Regions from separate parts of the Gossypium hirsutum genome. Here region 2 is linked to region 1. The links are chromatin contacts, called in public Hi-C maps. All regions are on one chromosome and are shown on one strand. Each heading gives the region's core, a stretch centred on a gene start, on an enhancer-like site or on the middle of the called end of the contact. The rest is flanking DNA. Distances are from core to core; before and after follow the strand shown.

The links. A called contact is a pair of places that touch in the nucleus more often than the background predicts.
Region 2: a Hi-C map of leaf shows a contact between it and region 1, with 1.6 times the contacts expected there. The contact joins the promoter of LOC107919988 here to the promoter of LOC107919976 in region 1. A contact is called at or near these places in 2 of 34 Hi-C or Micro-C datasets (both in leaf).

Annotation. Positions count from the first base shown.
Region 1 is chrD13:31,848,105-31,854,444 of Gossypium_hirsutum_v2.1, reverse strand. It overlaps LOC107919976 (putative acyl-activating enzyme 19), which reads left to right and starts at 3,857. Exons shown (of 17, transcript XM_016849434.2): 1 at 3,857-4,171; 2 at 4,694-5,197. The coding sequence starts at 3,862.
Region 2 is chrD13:32,680,280-32,686,619 of Gossypium_hirsutum_v2.1, reverse strand. LOC107919988 reads right to left here and starts at 3,222. Exons shown (of 4, transcript XR_001690507.2): 1 at 2,207-3,222; 2 at 1,765-2,124.

The DNA.
Region 1 (6,340 bases), core at 2,608-5,107:
TACGAATAAATTCACAGCAACTTGGTAATTTGCTAACTTATGAACATACTCACCTACCAAAATCCATTTATCTCTTGAATAAGAAAATGTATTAATGCACATACATACTTATGAAATTAAAATAATCTCTTGTACATATTCTTATGCCAATTCAAACAATTAATTCAATCTCATAAGCACATAAAAGATTACGTGAGGTAACAATGTATTCCTACCTTGAAACAGTTTAATTACAATAATCTTGCAAGTTATGCAAGGCTAATATATCGTTAGATACCGTTGCTAATTTAACCCTTAGCTACCTTAGATGATTAAACATGCACTAATTAAGTATTATGTCAATTAATTACAATTTCAATCCGTTTAAATAATTAATTCATTAGTTATCTTACAATTTTAATGCAAGAATAACTTAGTCATGGTTTTATTTAATCAAACATCTTACCAAGGCCTATAACAACACAAACACAATTTTAATAAATTAAGTGGATAAAATGCAATCAACCTAACACGGATTAAATTTAAGTCATATTAATTAAATTAAACATATCAACATCACAAATATTCATAGACATATTCATAACAACAACAATAAAATTAAAAGGATAAGGAACAAGAATCAATCTGGTGTTTCTCCGAGGCTTGACTAGTTTGCTCCGCTCCTCCTTCTCCGCTTGTTCTTGTTGATCCGATGCTTCCACAAACAGTTAAATGCTACTTAAAATGGTGGTTGAAGGACTCTTTTTCAAGAGGTGAAATCGACAAAGGAATGGGGAAGAAAATGAAGAACAATGGAAGGGGTTTGAATAGAGAAAGTGAGAGAGAAGTGAAATGATGAGAGGATTTTAGATGTGTTTCTAATTAGTATCCAATGGGGGTTTTGATAGGTTGATTAGGCTGCTAAAAATTGAAAAAATTAGCAGCCATAGAGTCCCCCCATGACCGGCCACACATGTGGCAAGTTTGAAAGTTTCAAACTTGCTATTTTAATGTAGAGGCAAATCTAGAAAAGCATGAATAGTGGAGGGGTTTGAATGCAAATTCAAGAAGTCTTCAAGGGCTATTTTGCAAGCCAAAAAATCAGTCAAACAAGCTGATTGGGTCAGCATGTGGGACGGCTTTGGGCTGCCTAGTGCTCGATCGGATCGGTTTTCTTGGTTCAGCTCAACTGGGCCTCTTTTCATAATTAATTAATAATAATTTATTTAACCCAAAATAATTTTGATTAAAATTAAAATTAATTATATTATGAATTAATATTCATAATTTGGACTGTCTTAGGCTAAAAAATTAATTCGCCTTAATGCTTCAAAATCGCTTCTCAGTTTTGCGCTTCTAGTAGTGTTTGCCGAGCCAATTTTCGCCATTTGTGCGATTCTGTCGAAAATGATCAAAATTAATCAAAATTTAATGTAAAATTAATTAAAATTTAACATGTTAAAAATTTAACTGCAGTTTAATTATTTTATAATTATTATAAATTTTTCGACAAGAATTTTACCGAAACTGCATGAATTTGAGTTAAAAAGGGCATGAAAAAATGTGTATATTTTCGTGTTTCCAGGATGATAACCCTTGCATGCGTGTTTCCTTTGTTTGTGAAGCTTGTTTATTAACAAAACCATGATGTATGTTAAGAATTTTAGGTACTATGCGAACCTATGATTTTGTGTGAAACCCATACATTGGGAGTTATGTGAACCTATGAGTTAAGTGTTTTTAAGTAAAGGCTGGAAAGTATATGAATTCGTGCCTCATACTATTTTGCAAACTCTTAAGATTTCTTTGTTGTACAATTTGAGTTGTTGTATGCAAACCTAAGTTGTGCTGCGAACTCTTAAGTTTATTATCAAGCATGCAAACCTGCTTAAGTTACTTTGTGAAGCTTGCTTGTTTTACATTCTGTTTCCACTACTATATTTTTGTTTTAGCACAACTTTTGCTATTATTAAGTGGTGTGTTGGAGGTTAGGTTGGAAGTTAACGGAGAGTCACTCTGGTGATCAATGTAGTTCGCTGGACTCGGGTCGCTCCTTCTCGACCGAATTTGAGGTGTTACATGTGTTTTGGCATCAGCCATCAAACCACCTGTATTGTTGTAGCTTGGTTTCTTAGAAGTGTCATAGAATAGGGTACCACGGCGTAAAATATAACATATATAAACTTTAAATAAATGAATTTAAAGTTAAAATTGAATTAGATAAATATTGTCAAATATAGAACAAATCTAGATACAACATGAGAAAATAATTATAACATGTTACAACAAAACCCAAATGTACACATCAAAATTTATATGAAATATATTATTAACATATAAAAAATTATATACATTTATAGTACTTTCAACATGCACAAAATAACATAAGCATTAATAGGTGATGCCACCCAAACTTTTATCTAAATTAAATTAATATAAAAAATACAAATATCCCATTAATTGAGACATGCGGCGAAAATTATACAAACCATAATTAAATTTAAAGGGTAAAATATATATTACCCATTACTTTTTAAACCCTAAATGAAAAATTAAATAATCTTAGGTAGTGTTTGTTTAATTGGAAATAGTTTATGAAAAATGATTTCTCAAATGGATTGATTATTTTTGGAAGAAAACATATTTTCTGATGTTGGGATGATTTTACATAACATATTTTTCATTGTTTGACAATTTTTCTGAAATCATTTTCTTAAAGTTGTTTTTAGCAAAACAAACACAACAAAAATACATTTGCTACAAAATATTATAGTAAAATTTTCTTTTGACAATTGAAATTTATTTTATAATAATATAATATTTTATAATAATTAATATCATATATAAACTTGATTATAAACAAAGTCTAATTAAAACTTTATTTAAACTACATATATTACTAAAGCTAAGCATAATTTAAACAAATACTCATATTTATATAATTAAAATATTCATATTTTATATCATAAAACATTTCTTATTAAATGTTTATAAATTGTAATATATATTTATTATTAAATTATTAATATAAATATTTTTCAATAATGTACTAAGAATATTATTTAAAAATTAAAATTATTATTGTTAAAATAAAATTGTAATAGTAAATAAATTATTAAAATGATAAATTATATTAATAGTTTTTATATTATTAAGTACAAATAATTAAATATGTATGTTTAATAGTATTTTTTTGTCACAATATGTTTAATAATATTGAAGATTACAATATTTGATTTTAATATTTTAAAAATTAAAATAAAAATTCTTATTAATATCATAATATTAGATTTGATTCAAGTTATTTTTTATATAAAATAAAATTATTCATAAATGAGATCTTTTTTGAAAATTAATTTACTTTTTTTGAAAGGGTAAGTCAATTAAAAAAAAGAGAGAGATTTATTTTCGGTTGACATGTAAATCATTTTCCTTTGACTAAGCTGTTAACTATAAAATAAACACAAGTAAAACAAATGCACCCTTATTTAATTTATATTTTTACTAACTACCTAAATTGACCCTTATTTAATTTATATTTTTACTAACTACCTAAATTGATATTTGACCAATAAGATTAATTTTTATTTAATTGAAAATCATAAAATACATAAATATGGTTATGGAATAATTTTAAATACCAAAACAATATTTCAAAGTTAAACCGGATCCAACCATTTTTAGTTTTTCTGTTCGAATTTGACCCAACTCATGGCAATTTCATAAATACACAGGTATTTTTGGGTTTATATTGGGTCCATGCGAACGAAAACTCGAATTAGGTAAAGCCCACATTACATTCCTCAATCCAACTTTTGTTAACCTGGTCCAATTAATATTTCGACATTATATATTCAAATCCGAAACCTTTGGAAAAAGTAAATGGCTTTTCCGAGTGGCGAGCAGGAGACGCTGCAGCGTAAGCACTGCTGCTTAATCCATGAATTTTACAGAGCAGCAAGCAAAAGCCCTGACAAAATAGCCATCATCCACGCGTCACCATCTAACCCGTCAGCTAATGAGGTCCGGATTGACAGAGAGTTGATCAACGGTGGGAATCCTCCGGTGTATAAAGGCGACCGGTGTTTCACTTTCGCTAACCTTTTAGCGTCCGTTGAATGTCTCAGTTTTCGTATATGTTCCGTTCTTGATGGTGCTGATGATCGTTACTTGATTAAACCCCAAACCTCAGGTACTTTTTTCTTTTTTCCCCTTCAGTTATGAATTTGTTTATTAAGATTCTGTTTGTTTGTTACTAGAAAAATGAGTGCAATTTGTATAAATTACAAAGGTTTGTCTTTTTGATTAATAAAAAGGATTTCAAATATAATTCAGCTTGAATACTGTCCATAAGAAGAGGAGGAAACTCCTCAATCGTTTGTTGGTATTCTGTGAATTTTAATATATTTATTTCTTTATTTCATTTGTTGGTTCTTCTTCACGGTAACTTTTGATATATCAAAGAGAAAGTAGGAGAAATAAAAACCAATGCTTTTTAAAGGAATTTTAATTGTTTCTTAATTCTTAATTTCTTATATGATTTGATGAAATGGGTTTGAATATTTCATGTTGATGATGACTGCAAGAGGAAAAAAAGGCATGAATTAATTAGAAATGTTAAGAGTTGTGTACAAGTATTTTGTTGTTTTAGAAGGAATTGCGGGTGTGTGTGTGTTTTAAGAATCCTTATTGGTCATTTTCTGTATCAATGAAGGTGATAACTCCAATGGCAAGCATCCTCAGTCTGTTCAAATGTCAGAAGCTTCATTGGATTTCATTCGAGGAGTTTGTCAACATACTGACCTTGAGAATATGTATGTACCAAAGATTGTTGCACTTTTTATGCCACCTTCAGTGGAATACGTAGTTTCTGTTCTTTCTGTTTTGAAGTGTGGGGAGGCTTTCTTGCCTGTTGATCCTGCATGGCCGAGAGATAGAATATTGTCGGTTTTGGATTCTTTAGATGCTGCTCTTGTTGTCACTTGTGGATCTTCACTTGTGAAAAGTGGTAGTGAGCTGGTTGATCAATTAGATTGGCTCTTAGAATGCTGCAGTTGTCCTATCATGCGCTTTTCTATGGAGGCAAGTATTGAACCGCATAAAAGTCAATCAAGTCTAGCATGGCCTTGTGAAAATGAAAGAAAAAGATTGTTTTGTTATCTAATTTACACTTCAGGATCTACGGGAAAGCCTAAAGGTGTATGTGGCACAGAAGAAGGTATGTTTTTTGTCATGATTTGAATACTACCGTAGTGTTTGTGTACAACTATACTGCTGGAAGTAGTTTATGTTTCACAATATGGATCTATGTTATCTCTTTCATCTTATCATTGTTAATAACTTTTTCTTAGAAAATCTGGTCAGGAACTAGGCTCCTAGTTGAACTAGAGAGACCTGAATTCATGTGAAAATATAATTGTTCTTTCATAGCTTAACAAAAAAAAAAAACTGTTCTTTCGTATCCTAGTACTAGTCTCTTAAGGAAAAATCAAACTTGATTTCTGCAACTAATTGGCAGACAACATTATAAAGAGCTCATAACCTAATAGAGACTTCCTAAGTCTTGAGAGATTTGAGTAATCTTTTGTGGTTCATAATGCTAGCTTGCTACCTTTCTTTATCTTAAATTCTTAAACCATCCACTTGAGATTGTATGAGGAGGGCTTGTGTTTTTTTGAATTAAGGAACAAAATAAATAAAGAAATTTTGGTTGTAACCACCATAGGATAATTGGAGGTTGTATATTTGGATTTAAATACAAGTTGCTCCATGATTGTGTTCCCATATAAATGTCAATACAATAGATGTTGTAGTTTCTTATCATGTTATTGGTTGATCATTGTATAGTTCACTAATTAATCCCTTCATTATTGCAAGATAACATGTGCATAGTGCAATAAAATGCCAAAATGTATTGTTTCCGGGGCCTTTTCATCTTGTGCTACAACATAACATCAACGAGCAAGTTTTGATCCATACGCAGTCAACCAACCAAATATCTTTACTTATGAATTATGTTAATCTTTGTGACCTTTAATCTTGATGTGGTTTAAACGAGAAAACAACAAAAAACAAGAAAGTTAGGGTTTTAAAATTAGTTAGAACAAAGTTGGAACTCTTGAAAACGTAGGCTTTAAAAAAGCCTTTGTTTATATTAATTAAAAGAATAATAATGATGATAACAATATCTCAAAGTTGTATGTTTAGCTCTATTATTGTTATTTATTTATAGAGAGAAGAGATGAAACCCTCGTTAAATTGTAGAAGTCTATTCCAATAGGAAACGTTAAATTGTAGAAGTCTATTCCAATAGGAAAACAAACTCCTAGTTTAACTATAATTAGGTGGGGTAGCAACCCTA
Region 2 (6,340 bases), core at 1,973-4,472, 830 kb before region 1:
TCATTTTTTCAAGAGCTTTCTACGACAAAAGGAGGGGAGGATTGTTCTCATTTGTTATCAGGTACAAAGGAAAGTATTTCCAATGATACTAATAGAGAGCTTTTGGCAGTGTTTACAGCAGACGAATTATATACGGCATTAAAAGGAATGCGACCAACAAAAGCCCCAGGACATGATGGTTTTCCAGCTATTTTCTTTCTGAAATTCTAGCATATTATGGGTAAGGAAACAACAAACTTTTGTTTGGATATCTTAAATAATAGTGCCAGTTTTGGTTATTTTAATCATACAGATATTGTTCTGATTCCAAAATTCTCAAATCCCACTAGCATTGTTAATTTCAGACCCGTAGTTTATGTTCAGTAATCTATAAAATGGTTGCAAAAACAATTGCTAATCGACTTTAAGTAGTCATTGGAAGATGTGTTGATGAAGCCCAGAGTGCATTTGCTCCGGGGAGGCTAATAGCTGACAATGTGCTTCTACCTTATGAAATCTTGCACACTTTCCAGAAAAAAACGTGCAGGAAGAAAAGGATATATGGCAGTGAAAATTGATATGAGCAAAACTTATGATAGGGTTGACTGGGAATTTTTGAAGGATGTAACGTTACGAATGGGTTTTGCAGCACAGTGGGTTGGGCTGATTATGAAGTGTGTTTCCACGACAACTTATGCAGTTAACATCAATAGAACCAGTGGTAGAATTTTTTTACCAACTAGAGGATTACGCCAAGGGGATCCTTTGAGCCCTTTTCTTTTTTTGATTTGTAGTGAAGGGTTATCATCCTTGATGAGATTGGCTTCAAAGGCGGGAATGCTAAAAGGTGCAAAAGCGAGCAGAAGTGGACCAGAAATTACACATTTGCTTTTGCAGATGATTGTATTTTGTTCGGGGAAGCTTCAGATAAGGGTGCTAGTATTTTAAAGGATATTTTGAAGGAATATGGTGAATGCTCTGGGCAATGTGTCAATTTCAGTAAGTCTTCCATTTTCTTTAGTATGAATACATCTGAGGGGAAGAACGAAAAAGCATCGACAAAGCTGGGAGTGCGGATTTCAACAAATTTAGAGCGTTACTTGGGGCTTCCGAACATGGTTGGTCGAAGGAAGAAGGAATCCTTTCAAGAGTTAAAAGAGAAGATTTTGACTAAGATTGAGGGGTGGAGCACGAGATGGTTATCCCGAGGTGGTAAAGAAACCTTTATTAAGTCAGTTTTACAGGCCATCCCTACCTATGCTATGCCGTATTTCTTACAACCAGACTCTTTGTGGAGATTCTGAAAACATATTTGCTAAGTTCTGGTGGCAAAAAGCGCATAAAAGAAGAGGAATTCATTAGTGTCAATGTAAGTATTTATGTCGTCCTAAAGACGAGGGTGGATTGGGTTTCAGAAATATGGCTCAATTTAACATTTCCCTTTTAGCTAAACAGGGGTGGCGTATCTTGAACAATCCAAATCCTTTAGTAGGAAAAGTATTAAAAGCGAAGTATTTTCCAAAAGTTGATTTCTTAAATTCCAATTTGGGAAAACAACGTTTCATATACATGGAAGAGTATTTGGGCTACTAAGGGTGTTTTAGCTGAAGGATTATGCTGACTGGTGGGTACAGGCACAAATATTTCGATCAGTCGTGATAACTGGATTCCAGGTTTATCGCATGTTAGACTACCAGTTTTAAATTCGAATTTGAATGATAGTAAGGTTGCGGAATTAATTGATTCAAGCAATAGAACATGGAAAAAGGAGTTGGTAGAGTATACCTTCCCGATGGATGTAGCAGATATGATTCTCAGCATCCCGTTGGCTGAGAGACCACACGAAGACTTTCAAGTTTGGAGTGCTGAAGCGTCGGGGGAGTTCACAGTACGTAGCTCCTATAAACTATTACAAAATACTGCATATGATCCTAGAGCTTATGCTTTACAACTTGACTAAGGATTTCTACAGAAAACTTTGGCTTCTTGATTTACCCTCAAAAATTAAAATTACAGTTTGGAAGATCTCGTGGAATTTCCTTGCTACTCGTGCCAATCTACTATTTAGAAGGCTAACGAGTACTGCAATGTGCCCTCGGTGCGGATCTGGATCTGAATCCATGGAACATCTTTTTTGAGAGTGCCCTGTTACAATATCAGTGTGGAGAGAGTTATCTTTCCTTAGCTACGTGCAGGATAACCAGATGGGGTTTAAACAGTGGCTAACCTGGGTTTTTTCACAGTGCTCAGCATCCCACCGTCGGATTTTCTGTGTTGCAGTCTGGGCCATTTGGGGTGATAGGAACAACAGGTTACATAACAAAGGAGGTAAATCTGCAAAAGAAATAGGGAGATTTGTTAGCAGTTACATTTCAGAGTTAGACTCAGTTGCTAAAACTAGCCGACAGTCCTCCACAACTGGAAAAAAATGGGTAAAACCAACGGACAGTTTTATCAAAATCAATTTTGATGCAGCTTTTGTAAGAGGACAAAATAAAGCGGCTATCGGAGTTGTGGCCAGAAATGAAGAGGGTTCAGTTCTCTTATCTTGTTCAGAGGTTTATCAATGGGTTCCATCAGCTTTTGGAGCGGAAGCAATCACATGTAGGAAAGCTCTCCAGATCGGCGTACATATGAAATGGGACAGAGTTATTATTGAAGGTGATTCGTTATCAATAATAAAGAAGTGTAAAACAAAAAACCCAGATAAATCACTGGTCAGTGCGTTTATTCATGATATCCATCAGCTTTCGGTATACTTTAAGGAATGTAAGTTTGAGCATACCCCAAGATCTACAAATGGCCTTGCGCATAATCTTGCATCTGAAGCGATGAAGAGTAGTAGAGGAGTTTACCTGGTCGGAAGAGCCCCTGGAGTTGCAGAAATTCAAGCAGAAATCGACAGGGTGAGAGAACCAGACTGAAGCCAAATAAGGAAGAAATGGAGAGATGGTTCCGGAATAAAGCAGATTTCAGAGAAACTATACTAAGCTTTTGGTTTTTCAAAACGTCTTGAAGGTGATTTGAGATTGAAGGGACAAGACGAGTTATGACTATTGAGTCTGATTGGGCAGAGGAAACGGCAATATTAATGCATTGCAGAGTTGTTTCCTTTTTTTCATTTCCTAGGTGATTAGGTTTCTTTTTCATTAATGCATTTGTTTTTTCTTATCGATGGGCCTAGGCTGTGTACTGGGTTGGTTTTTCATTCCTTTTGAACTCTTATGTAAACTTTTAAGTTTTATTTTAGCCCAATCTGAGTTTTTTCAAATATATATATATATCTTTGAAGTCATTGGGATGACGCGAACTAATTTCTTTTTAAACATCTTTTTTTTAATAAAAAAGATGGCCAACATAAAAAAAACTTTACGCCTCGTATTGTTCTGATTGAATTCATCATCATCGAATCTAAGCGATTTTGGTGATAATACTAACAATTTCATTTAGAAGAACTGGAAATTATCATTCTTGTAAAATAGATAATTAAAGATTGGTCACGAATTCATCTTTTTTTTTTAAATTCATCTAGTGTATTTTAAAAAATGTTATTACATTTGGTGCCTCATATTGATTCTTTACGGTGAAAGTGAAATCTCATCTTCTGATTAAATTCATCATCATCATCGAATTTAAGCTCTTTTTTTTTTTGATAATTCAAACGATCTTCATTTATAAGAATTGAAAGTTATTGGGTATTTAGTAAACAGAGTTTTAGGTCGTTTTTAGTTTATTTGGGCATTCGCTTTTAGTTGATTTGGGCACAAATGGAAGATTGGATAGTAGAACCCTTTAATTGAATTGGGAATAAGATATGTGAAATGATATATCTGACCATGCTTAAAAATTACTTCATTTGTCACATGCTCTCAAATCTAATAAGATATGTGGAATGAGATATATATCTATTTCTTGAATATTTATGTACTCTTAATTTATTTTTAATTTACTTGTGTAAAATGATTTCTTATGCAACTTTATATTAATTGAAATATGCTACTTGATAAATTTATTCAGAGTGTGACATAATTATCACTAAATATGTAGTTTACAATTATATTAATACACTATTAATATTTATCAATTTCTACAAGGTTAATATTTGCACATAAGGAACTTAAGAAATTTGTTTATTTAAAATTTCAAAAATAGTTACTAATTAATTTTCATAATGGATTTTTTAATTCCTTAATAATAGTGTTTTATTTCAATAATTTCACCCAATAAAGACTAAAGTATTATAAACAAATAAATATTTAACAATAAAATATGACATGCTCATATTTGTCATTTTACACATATCAACTTTTAGTTATTAACTAAAATTTATCAAACACTTTTAAATCAACAATTAATATAATTAGTTGGTCAAACCAACCACTTTAATCAACAATGAATTATCAATCAATTGTCAAACAGGGTCATCATCCTCGTAAAATAGATATTTAATATGAAAAAGGATTTGGTTCTAGACCTAAATCAGTTTGGAATCATTGGAAGAATGGAATGATTAGATATATGGAAAAAATAGTAGAGATGATATAATTTAAAAATGTTTAAATATGTTAAGGGTCTCTCTCCTATTTAAAAAATTAAAATTTTCCCATAACATAATTTTGAAATAGTGAATCCTTACAATCTTTTAGCTAATTTCTATACTCATTTAAAATTTACAAATTTACTCCCTAGACTTATTTTTGACATAGTGAATCATTATACTTTTTTTAGTTGAAAATATTGATCTTTTACCTAACTTCCATCCAAATTATGAAGTAGCAGTTATAATAACTTTAAAATTTATAATTTTTATCAATTTGACCTTTATTTTTAATTTTTTCTTATTTTTAATAAAATATATTAGAAATAAAAATTTAAATTCTTATCAATTGTTTTCCAAATTGAGACCATCATCAAGCTCATGGTAGAAGACCCAAAGCCCATTGATGGTGGCAATGCCATTATAAAGCTTGTCATCCCTGCCCATAAATTAACGGTGAAAGAAGATAAGAAGCAAGCGAGTATAATTGCTGAAAATGGTTTAAATATACCATAATAAAGTCACTTATTTGTGAGCCATTCATCTTATTGTTGGAGAGGTATAATGGCTTGGAATGCGAAGATGGTACCAGTTGGAAGTAGGTTTGCAAGGTGGGCTGAAAATAGTAGAACGTTGAGGGTGGATTGTGGAAGAGCTACTTTGATGGTCGCCATGAATGAGCTTTTGAAGTAAACTTGTGTATAGATCGTTTTTATATAATAAAAAAAAATTAAATTGGGTCTTTGAAGAGAGAAAATTTCGATTAATTTTGGTGGAATATTGAGTGTAAATTTTTGAACAAAGTATTATTTAAAATTTTGAAAGCAACCGAAAAGATTTTAAATTTTTACTTATCAAAACAATAATTTTTATTTTTTAGAATTTTTATGTATTTTTAAAGAGTAAAGATTAAAATGACAAAAATTATAAAAGTTATTTTTTAAGGTAAAATTAAAAGAAATTTAAGATTATGATTCTTAAATTAAAAAAATATAAAAATTTAATGCCCTAAAATTAAAATATAAAAACTAAAATTTAAATTTTAAAAGAGTAAATACTCTTTATATATTTAAACCTTAGAAATAATTTGGAATTTATGATCGTATTTTACCTGCTAATGCAATTATGTATTTTGTCCGGTTAAAAAAAAAGAATATGTATGCCTGAATTATATATATATATACACAATTGATACAATGTTTAAATCAAGTTTGGGATCAAACATCTTAAATTAAGATTTGAAATCAATATTATATTTATCATTTTTATTCATATTTATTACATTAAATCAATATTTAAAATTTTGAGCTTATCAAATTTATTTATTTTATTTCGTTAAAAGTAATATATATTATATAATAAGAATTAATCAGACCTGTTTTTGACATTTTTGGGTTCTAGGCAAAACAATAAAATGCGGTTTTAGATTCCTTAAAAGTTGGAGAAAAAAAATTTTAGGTCCCTTAAAAGTTGGTAATTTTTTTTTACTTTTAAAAGTTAAAAGAAATTTGTTTTTGGACCCCTTAAAAATTGAAAAACAATATTTTGAACCCTTTTTAGCCTTGAGCCCTGGAGGGTCGCACCTCTAGACGACCCCCAAGGCCGGGTCTAGAATTAATCATTTATTATTTGAATTATAGGTGTTTATGGGTGTAGTTGAGCTTAAGCATAATACTTGCTCAAGCTTGGTCCAATCTTAAATATGGGTGTAAAATTTTATTCAAGTCCGGTCATATTTGTAGATGGTTAACTCAAGCTCATTTAGATCTACCTATATTATTTTATTTTATTTTTGAAAAAATATTTTATTTTTATATATATTTT